Linked DNA regions of Danio rerio: region 1 is linked to region 2. Evidence: chromatin contacts called from public Micro-C data. All regions are on one chromosome and are shown on one strand. The core of a region is the stretch at or near the end of the contact, and the rest is flanking DNA. Distances in the headings are between cores, read along the strand shown.

The links. A called contact is a pair of places that touch in the nucleus more often than the background predicts.
Region 1: a Micro-C map of caudal fin shows a contact between it and region 2, with 9 times the contacts expected there. The contact joins two enhancer-like sites. A contact is called at or near these places in 2 of 18 Hi-C or Micro-C datasets (caudal fin and embryo) and 1 of 4 datasets of contacts at active chromatin or transcription factors (caudal fin).

The regions. Positions count from the first base shown.
Region 1 is chr10:2,452,803-2,458,408 of GRCz12tu, forward strand. All of the region lies in intron 1 of LOC141376283, which reads right to left. Among named protein-coding and RNA genes, the nearest start is that of tdgf1, 82 kb to the left of the region's middle. Within about 2 kb of position 4,054, at least 6 of the 62 cell types and tissues checked have an H3K27ac peak or open chromatin away from gene starts, as enhancers often do.
Region 2 is chr10:1,887,597-1,893,065 of GRCz12tu, forward strand. It overlaps wdr70 (WD repeat domain 70), which reads right to left. Exons shown (of 18, transcript XM_073914328.1): 10 at 2,754-2,928. The region is part of intron 1 of LOC141376283; the gene reads right to left. Among named protein-coding and RNA genes, the nearest start is that of wdr70, 43 kb to the right of the region's middle. Within about 2 kb of position 1,890, at least 3 of the 62 cell types and tissues checked have an H3K27ac peak or open chromatin away from gene starts, as enhancers often do.

The DNA of each region.
Region 1 (5,606 bases), core at 2,804-5,303, 570 kb after region 2:
CTTCATCAAACTTGACTGATTTCTGTGAGAATCTTGGGTTCACGCAGGTTCCAGTAGGTCTTCTGCAGTATTTGTGATGATTCGGATGCAGCTCAACAGATGATCCATCGGAAAAATCGATCTATAATATATTATTTTATTATTTAATTTTATAATTTATTATTTATTATTATTATTTTATAACTATCAATAAAATTAAATCAACATATGATGGAGTTTCAAATCAAAATATGACTCCTACTTGTTACGCATTTTAGAAGACACAAGAGAATACTGAAATAAATGATATTTCAATATTCCTTTAAAATATAAGATCATATTGTGGAAATCCTGCCAATTATTACTTCTATTATTACATTTCTTTTTCATTTCATGTTGCCAAAAGAACTTATTAATATGCAAATTAGAGTAGATATAGTGTATAGATGCACAGCATGTAATGGGAAAACCCTATTATGATTATTTCACACACATGCTGCATGAAACATAATGGCAAGCCAAATAGTTTTTCATCATCTTTCATAGAATAACCTTTAAAGAAAAAATCTGATTTTGCTTTATTTTCCTATCTTTTTATGTCACTTTATTTTTTGAAACAAGCGAGTCATTATGTAGACTGCAGTAGAGACTGCATACATGTGACATAAACAATTTCTTCTTATTTTTGATTGTTAATTAAAAATAATAAAAACATGAAAATAATGACCAATGTGATGACATGGAAAAAAAACTAAATTCACAAAACTCTCTTGAGGATATAATCCTCTTTATAGTTTTTATTTTAAAACTTTATTAATCCCCTTGAGGCAATTAATTTAGGCCTTTGTGGTGCTTCAGAAATATTTAACCAGCACTTAACACAAAGAAACCAACACTCAAACAACACCAAATGCATTATAAATAATAAAAATTAATAAATAAATAAATAAAAATGTAAAAAAAAAATTAATATGTAAATAAAAAATTTAAATAAATAATATAAACAATCAAATGTAAATAAATAAAACGTAAATTAATAAAATAATAAAAAAATTAATAAAAGTAAATAAAAATAATAAAAATGTAAACAAATAAATATGCAGATGAATTAATAATACAAACTAATAAATAAACAAATTTAAATAAATAAAAATATAACTAAACAAATGTAAATACATAAATAAATAAATAAATAAAAAAGTAAATAAATAAATAAGTCAACAAACAAATAAATAAAAGAATAAAATGTAAATAAATAAAAACTTAAATAAATAAATAATACAACAAACAAAAAATAAATAAATAAAATTTAAATAAATAAAAATAATAAATAAATAAAACATTTAAATACATAAATAAATAAATAGATGAATATTTTTTATAAATAAATAACATAAATAAATAAATAAATAAATATGTAAATAAACCAATGTAAAGAAACAAAATGTAATAAAATGTAAATAATTAAATAAATAAATAATACAAACAACAAACAAATAAATACATTTTACAATAATTATATAATCATTTTGTTTCAAGCACAAAAATTAATATTATAATTCATTATATTTATTATTATTATTATTATTATAATTAAGCTAAAACTGACAAAATGCAGAACCATTTTGATTGTTTGCTTTCATTTTGACATCTAAAAGCGCACTTTTACAGTTTTACAGGACTTTACCAGTCACGGAAAAAAAATTGCCTTAGATAAATCTTTATTTTTACCTTTAAAATTATGAAAAAAGTTATATACTGCAGCCTATTGAATTGCATGTTATGCTAAAATTGAACCAGTTTTCACGGTAATAACTGTAAATCTAGGTATCTTTTTTTAGGTATCTCTCTGGCTACACTAATGCCTTAAAATGCAACTAAATCATTTTTTAAATGACATTAGATTGTAACATTTAACTGGTTGGGTAATAGGCTACGTGAAGCGTGATGACTCGGTCAGCTGATTTCACTATATTTATTTACCGGTTATACCAGCCTGATCTAGCGAGGAAAAGTATTTTACGTTTTGTCAGTTTAGTGGCTAATTCGTACTAGATTTTTGTACGAGTTTAATCGTACGATTTTATAAAGGAGGCGTGGCAACCAACCCCACCCCTAACCCCAACCGTCATCGGGTGATGATCAAATCGTACTAAATTGTACCAATTAGATCGTACAAATTCATATGATTTAGCCACTAAATCAAAAAGTTACAAACTGCCGTGAGATAGCGTTGGTTATACGAATAGTCTAACAGTGGATTAGCTTGCATGTGTGGGCGTGATTGAAGTCTCTTCCTAAAACTTTAAACATTTATAGGCCTATTATTTGAAATAAAACGGAAAGAAATAAGGAGAATAAAATATGATTTAAAGCACTCGTTTGGCACTGAAGCCATGATCCGTCTGTGTTAATAAGCGGTATTGTTGCATAACCTTCATTGATGAAATCAGTAATAGCGAAACTGTGCATATTAATATTACTATAAAAAAAGGATAATCACTGCCTTAAGTCGGTAACTTAGGCAGTAATGCAAAGTAATAATAAATGTGAACAAATAGCCTAAATGAAAGGAACAAGAGGGACCAAAATCAGTCAACGGGTCTAGTGCCCCCTATGGGATTAAAACGCACTCTCAGTTATGACATCCTACAGCCTGAGCCATCTTTGATGTGCCTTCAGGGGCGGACTGGGACTAAAAATCAGTCCTGGCACTGTAGCCACACCAGCCCACATTACCACACCGACACAGCCCCATGCACGGACACGCACATTCACTACTTATATTGGTGAAATAATATAAGCAGTACCATATATGTAATAGATATTTAAACCTTTAATGTATGCGACTGGAACAAAAACACATTTATATATGCAATCGTTTCATTCATTCATTATCTTTTCGGCTTAGTCCCTTTATTAATCTGGATCACCACAGCGGAATGAACCGCCAACTTGTCCAGCATATGTTTGACGCTGCAGATGCCCTCCAAGGTGCAACCCACTGTGAAACCTCTATGCACACACATTCAGATACATGCACTATGGACAATTAAGCCTACCCAATTCACCTACAGCACGTGTGTTTGGACTTGTGAGGGAAACCAGGAGGAAACCCATGTGAACATGCAAACTCCACACAGAAACACCAACTAACCCAGCCGAGGCTCGAATTTTAGGCATTGAATTACTTATTTTTTTGCTTTCTCTGAGCTTTTCGGCACCGCCTTTCCTTTTTTATGGTCCATTTCTGACAATTAGCTTGTGTTGCACTTACTATTTTTTGACATTCTTGCCAGATTTTGATTACGTCCGCGTAACCTCTAATTGGGTCTGCCCATCTTGACCAGCCGGTCATTGCCGATTGGGCCAAACATTTATTATTATTATTACTATTATCATCGTCATCATCATCATAATACTCACATCTTGCAAAAGTTGCCTGCATGTAAAAACAATACATATAAACAAAATTAAAAATTAAAAAAATTAAAAATTAAAAAAATTTGCTGACCGGCCCACATTTAAAAAATGGTCCGGCCCTTCTGGCATTTGCCAGAATTGCCAGATGGCCAGTCCGCCCCTGTGTGCCTTATTATTAATAATTGCATTGGTATTTTGCTCAGCCTGTCATCAATGGTTCCTAAACAGTCTTGCTGCTGTTGAGATAAATCCAGCAGCTGAAAGTCACTTATCAGACACTTATCAGGATCACATGACACTGTACTCAGGCTCCGCCGTACTCGGACACCATTAACTAACAGTATCCAGTGTTGTGAGTGAAACTGTTACCACACAGAGTGTCAATGAGAGATTCAGCTTCACGACAAAGCGCAACGGTGTCGACTGGCAGCCGGCCAGGCACTAAGAGCTGGAGAAAAATACATGTAGATTAAACATTTGCTCCTTTCGCCCTCTTCTCCAGGGACGTCTCGTTGGGAGGAGAAGCGCGGATCTTATCTCCCCACACATTATTCTTCCAACCTCCCATTTAAAATCAGAAGAGCCCCTTCTGCCTCCAGCACTCCTGCGTTACACGTCCTATCTGCTGTTTGTCCCGAACATGATAACGCAGAACAATTTGTAAATGCAACCTGAGAAGTGAGAGGAGAACAATGACTCGTGTGAAAGGACAAAGAGAACAGGAGCTGTGGAAAATCTGGAGGTGACGCTCCTGTTTTAGAGATTAAGAGCGTAATTGAGACTCATGGAGTGAATGAAATGGGAAGCTGGATACATTTGTAGAGGAATATTTGGATGTTGAGGTTAATTAACTTTTTATCTATGTTATGGTTTTATTTATTAATTTTTTTGCAGTATTTCCTGTATTTCAGTAGTATTTTCCTATTTATTTATTTTTTAAATATTATTACAAACTTACTTTGTTTGATTTATTATTACAAACTTATTTATTTTGGTTCGGCGGTAATAAAACAGTTACATAAAAAAAGGTTTGTGTTATTACTATAATACTATAATTACATGATATTAATATTATACAACATTACTATCCCGTTAAGAAATTATAATTATTTTTTATTTGCTACAGAACAAACCACTGTTTACAGACCGCTAAATAACTAGTAAAATATTATATACTGTCATCATGGCAAGACAAAAGCAATTAGTTATTAGAAAGTGGTTAATGATCATTTATTATCATATTGATCATTTATTAAATAATATTAATAATTATTTCTTATTAATAATTAGAATATTTGTATTATTAGAGTTACACACTGAAATTCCACAGGATTATTTATTTATTTATCATTTATCAGTATATAATAGTTATAATGGTGTAAGAAACTACTGTAATAAAAAATCTGTTTAGAAAAATATTTAAATAAATAATAATTATTATTTAATAAATCATTTGTATTTATTTATTAATAACTAATCCTTATTATTTAATAAATAATTATGTATTATTATTTATTCTAACATTTTTATTATTAGCGTTGCACACCATAACTGCACAGAATGACTAATTAATTAATTAATTTATTATTTAACAGTATATAATGGTTATATACTTATTATTTAATAAATATATTTTATTATTTAATAAATAATCATTATTGTTTAATAAATAATACAGTTATTTATTAAATAATAATACAATTACTTATTAAATAATAATAATTATTTATTATAATATTTTTATTATTAGAATTACACACCATAACATTGCAGGATATTTTTTTATTTTTTATTTTTTTATTTATTTATTTATTTATTTATTTATTTATTTATTTATTTATTTATTTATTAAGTATTTAACAGTGTATCATAGTTTTTAATCATTTTTTCACCTTCATGGTATAAGAAACTATTATGATTAAAAAATATATATTGTAATAAATAATTATTAAAATATTAAAATATTAATAAAATATTATTAATTATTATGTAATAAAAATGTATTTATTATTCATTTAATACTTTTATTTATTATTTAACAAATAATTATTATTATTTAATAAACAATATTGACTATTTATTACATAGCAAATATGATTATTTATTAAATAATAATTAAATAATAAAACACCATTACTCCACGGGGTAATTTTAATTTTTATTATAATTGTTTGATTATTATTTGTTATTATTTAACTGTATAT
Region 2 (5,469 bases), core at 640-3,139:
GCGCGTCCATAGAGGTGACCAAGGCAGCTGCCTAGGGCGGCAGTATAATGAGGGCGGCGTCCGCGACACCTCCCTCACAACCCGCATCTTCAGTTATCTTCACGTATAGGCGACAGAATAGAGAGGGCGGCGTCCGCGACACCTCCATCAGCATTGGGGTTGAGGGCGGTGTGATCGTCCTCAGTTACATCCGTGCATAGGGTGGCAGAATAGAGGTCTGCGACACCCGCGCGTCCTCAGTTAAATGCACGCATAGGGCGGCAGAATAGAGAGGGCGGCGTCAGCGACATCTCCTTCAGCACCCGCGCGTCCTCAGTCATATCCGCGCATATAGAGCGGCAGAATAGAGGTCCGCGACACCTCACTTCATTTTCATAACCGGTCACTTTCGTTTTCACATTGGGGTTCAGGGCGGTGTGATCGTCCTCTGCCTAGAGCGGCAGTTCAGCTTGCTCCGGGCCTGTTATTATATGTATATCTATTATTACGGTGTAATGTCTGGACTGTTTTTAAATATGATGGTTCCTTTGTTTTCCTTCTGGCTTGTTCCACGAGCGAGTGACACTTCTCTGTAAACCAATAGCGTTCAGCTATGCGTCTAGCTCCGCCTTTTGGTATCCTTTTACCAGGTTAGGTACCCTTTGCAAAGGGTACCCAAAAAGTCTTACGGTACGGTTCGCTTTTATGTATCTTTAGACAGTGGAAACGGCGCCGGAGTGGCGCAGTAGGTAGTGCTGTCGCCTCACAGCAAGAAGGTCGCTGGTTCGAGCCTTGGCTGGGTCACTTGCCATTTCTGTGTGGAGTTTGCATGTTCTCCACGTGTTCAAGTGGGTTTCCACTGGGTGCTCCGGTTTACCCCACAGTCCAAAGACATGAGGTACAGGTGAATTGGGTAGGCTAAATTGTCCGTAGTGTGTTTTTCAGCAGCTAGAAGGGCATCCGCTGTGTAAAACATGTGCTGGATATGTTGGCGGTTCATTCCGCTGTGGCGACCCCAGATTAATAAAGGGACTAAGCTAAAAAATGAACAAATGAATGACAGTGGAAACAGCCATAAAAACATACCGAACGGAACCATACCATCCAGTGGAAACGGGCCATTTTTGGTACCTTTTGACTGTAGAAATGGACATGAAAGTGTACCGAACCCTACTGTACCATACCACTGAGTGGAAATGGGCCATTAAAGGGGACCTATTATGCAAAAATCACTTTTATAAGGGGGTTTAAACAGTTGTGTGGCAAAAGTATTGGCGTCTAATGATAACAATGTATTAATTGTATTGTTTATAATCAGACTAGACTAAAACAGTCTGCAGAAACACTTTGACATCCTCTCTTTGTACGTGTCATCAAAAAGAAAAAGCCCTGCCCACTAGTCGCCATCTCTCCCTCATTAGCATAGGACGTTAGTCTTGTTTTTGAATCCGCCACTATGCTGACGCACAGGCATTTGTAGCTCCGCCCTCTTTAGAAAAAGAGCGCAATCTCATTTGAATTTAAAGCGACAGTCACCAAACTGACATAAGAGTCATACAACAGTATTTGTGTTGTATCTTGAGCTGAAACTTACACACATATAAAACGTTTTGGACACAGGGCCCACTGATAACCGTTTTAAATAATCGCGATTATGATTTATCCCATAATCAAGCAGCCAGGGTTTAAAATGTTCACTAGTTCCCACCTCCTTCTTTGCCTAAAAGATGAAGTAAGAACGATGGATGACAGACCCAGTAATGCCATGTAAATGAAAAAGAGAAGCGGTCCAAGCACAGAGCCCTGAGGAACTCCAGTAACCCAGAAAAAGCCTCAGTGGTGTCATCCGGCGCTCAGGACCACCAGTGTGATGCCCTGACCAAACAAACAGCAGCAAATCAGCCCATTTCTGCCCCATTCATCCCCGTCAGAGCAGACAGCAGGACACCCACGCTGATCATTTACAGCCCAGATCCACTGAAGACCTGCTCAGTGTCAGCGGCTGATGACCTTTGATCTCTGCATCCGGGACGGTCAGTCGTCCTGCACGCTCCGTCTGCACTGACACTGAACAGCAGAGCTTTATCGCATCTCTTAAAGTGGTATTGCATTATATTGGAAAAAATCTCTCATTTTTCTTTAATAAATATTGCGATATCTATTTGACAGTTTTCTGAGGAGTCTATGAGTATTCAGGTAGAGAAATTGAATAATCACAATGTTTAAAAGAGGCTTTTCTTCCTTTGCTTTGTCTAATTTCTAGTCTAAATATCTCTAAATTCTTGTGGATCAAGTAAAAATGTTATTTTGTTTTCCTTTTCGGAAGAAACTAGTCAAAATAAAGAGCAACCTTATGTGCCAACATGCAATGTAAAATAATCTTATATTTGCACAAAACAAGGGCAGCATCGTGGCTCAGTGGTTAGCACTGTCACCTAACAGCAAGAAAATCACTGGTTGGAGTCCCAGTTGGCATTTCTGTGTGGAGTTTGCATGTTCTCCCAGTGTTAACGAGGGTTTTCTTCAGGGTGCTCTGGATTCCCCCACAGTCCAAACACATGTGCTATAGGGGAATTGATGAACTGAATTGGCCGTAGTGTATGAATTTGTATAAATGAATCGTTTATCAGTGAAGGACAAAACACTAGCTGTGCATATACATGGATTTTGTGTATGCACACATTGTGAAAATGATGCTGCACTGATATATTGTGCATCCCCACCGTATTTCTGACTCAGAGATGCAGTAGCGATATGGGGAAAAACACACTTACGCTCAGGTTTCGGTCCCAGATCTGGATGGTCCCGTCCTGGCAGCCTGCGGCGATGAGTTTGCCGTCCCGGCTGTAGGTGCAGCAGGTGGGAATCACTCTCTTGCCCTGCTGGGATCGAGGCTTGAACACTGATTTGTGCTTCTTTTCGGAGGTCAAGTCCCACGTGCGCACAGTCCTGAGAATCAGATGTAAAAAAAAACTCAAAATGTAAAATAAAGTATAAATTAATTAAATAAAAACACACGATTACTTCAATAGTGAAAAAAAATATTTATCTTACACTACACCGTAAAAAATGCTGGGTTCTACACAATTCCTTCATGTTGTCCCAAGACAAATTGATCAAGTTAACGTAAACATTTTTACAAACATAAGTTGATTGAACATAAAACAATTAAGTTGTTACAAAAAACCCTTAAGAACTGTGTTGTTTCAACTCATTTTAAATAAAGAGATGGTACAAGCAGCAGACGTCATTTTTCTGAGAGCATGTTCAGTTTTAAATGACTAAACATAATATCAGTTCTTTCTATCAGAATATACTGGTATGATTACAAATAATATCAAAAATAATATCATGAATTTATTATCAAATAAAAACATAAATTATTTCAATAATAAACAATAATATCAGTTCAATTTCTTTATCTTGTCATTTAAAACATCAGAGTAGATGTAATGCAGAACGAAATTACATTACACCCAGTACCCAGGTAATGTATTCATCTGTAAATGAATATTTAGTTTAGATCAAAATAAAATGCATATTTAATTATTTAATAAAATACTAAACTTGTGTATATATTTATAAACACATATTTTCTATTACCAGTCTGGCCATTCTCCTCTGACCTCTGGCATCAATAAGGCATTTGCGCCCACAGAACTGCCGCTTCCTGGATATCTTCTCTTTGTCAGACCATTCTCTGTAAACCCTAAAGATGGTTGTGCATGAAAGTCCTAGTAGATCAGCAGTTTCTGAAATACTCAGACTAGCCTGTTTGGCACCAACGACCATGCCACGTTCAAAGTCACTTAAATCCCCTTTCTTCCCCATTCTGATGCTCAGTTTGAACTGCAGCAGATCGTCTTGATCATGTCGACATGCCTAAATGCATTGAGCTGCTGCCATGTGATTGGCTGGTTAGAAATTTGCATTTACAAGCAGTTGGACAGGTGTACCTAATAAAGTGGCCAGTGTGTGTGTGTATATATTTTTTTTTTTACATTTTTTTAAATATTTTTTTTTAATAAAACATTCCTTTTTTGGCTGGATTGAAAAAAAAAAAAATAATATATATATATATATATATATATATATATATATATATATATATATATATATATATATATATATATATATATATATATATTTTTTTTTTTTTTTTTTTTTTTTTTACATAAAAAATCTTTGCCTTAAGATTTTTTTTCAATTACTGTCATACAATGACTTGCCTTATTACCCCAACTTTAAGTTAATAAACCTAGTTAAGCCTTTAAATTATGCTTTAAGCTGAATACTACTAGTCTATTGCTAAATAACTAATATTATGTTCTGTCATCATGGCAGAACAAGGCATGTAAACATTTAAATAAATGAATAAAAAGTACAAGTTAAATTAAAAAATGAAAAGTAAAAATCTGTAAATAAAGGTAAATGTAAAAAGTGCACGTTATAATTTAATTAAATTGTTGCGACACACTAGCACAGACGTCAACACGTATCCAAACTAACAGACCATACGCTAACACAGAAATGTATCCAGAACTTTCTCATTTAAAAACATTGTCAGATCATTCAAGCTGCTCGCCACCATGTTCACAGTGAACGTCTGTTTGAGTTTGTCTGCTCTAGAAACATTCCTGCCGTAAATGAGGCAAATCATTATTGAAAGTGAAGAAAAGCGGAGAAAATTTGGTTTAAAAGCAGATGAGAGACATGAATGAGAATCTGAGAAACAGGAGAGCCCGAGAGCCTTCCAGAGGACATAAACATATATATTGCGCATTCATTAGGAGAGCAGATCGAGTGCTTGCTCAGTTGTTCACATTGTAGAGAACGATTATAAAGCCAATAGCAGTGAAGCGCAGGGTTTGACGCAGACATTCTTCTATTAAAATAATAATAATAATAATAATAATAATAATAAATAGGGTGGCACTGTCGCCTCACAGCAAGAAGGTCACTGATTTGAGTCCCGGCTGGCTCAGTTGGCGTTTCTATGTGGAGTTTGCATGTTCTCCCCGTGTTGGCGTGGGTTTCCTCCGGGTGCTCCGGTTTCCCCCACAGTCCAAACACATGCGCTATAGGGGAAATGGATTAACTAAATTGGCCATAGTGTAATGAGAGTGTGTCTGAATGTGAGAGTGTATGGGTGTTTACCTGTTCTGGGTTGCAGCTGGAAGGGCATCTGCTGTGTAAAGCATATGCTGGAATAGTTGGCGGTTCATTCCGCTGTGGTGACCCCAGACTAATAAGGGGACTGAGCCAAAGGAAAATGAACGAATAATAATAAAGAAACACATCAAAACCATCTGCCACTCTAAGTTGCAGTTATGTTTGTGTCATCCAAGAAAAACCATTCGTAATTTATTTTGTATTAAAGTGCTCGCTAGTTGCCACATCAGTCTTTGGCTGAATTATGAAGCTTGAACCACATCACACTATGTTTCTGAATGACAGAGCCCATGTAAATGGAGAAGAGAAGCGGTCCAA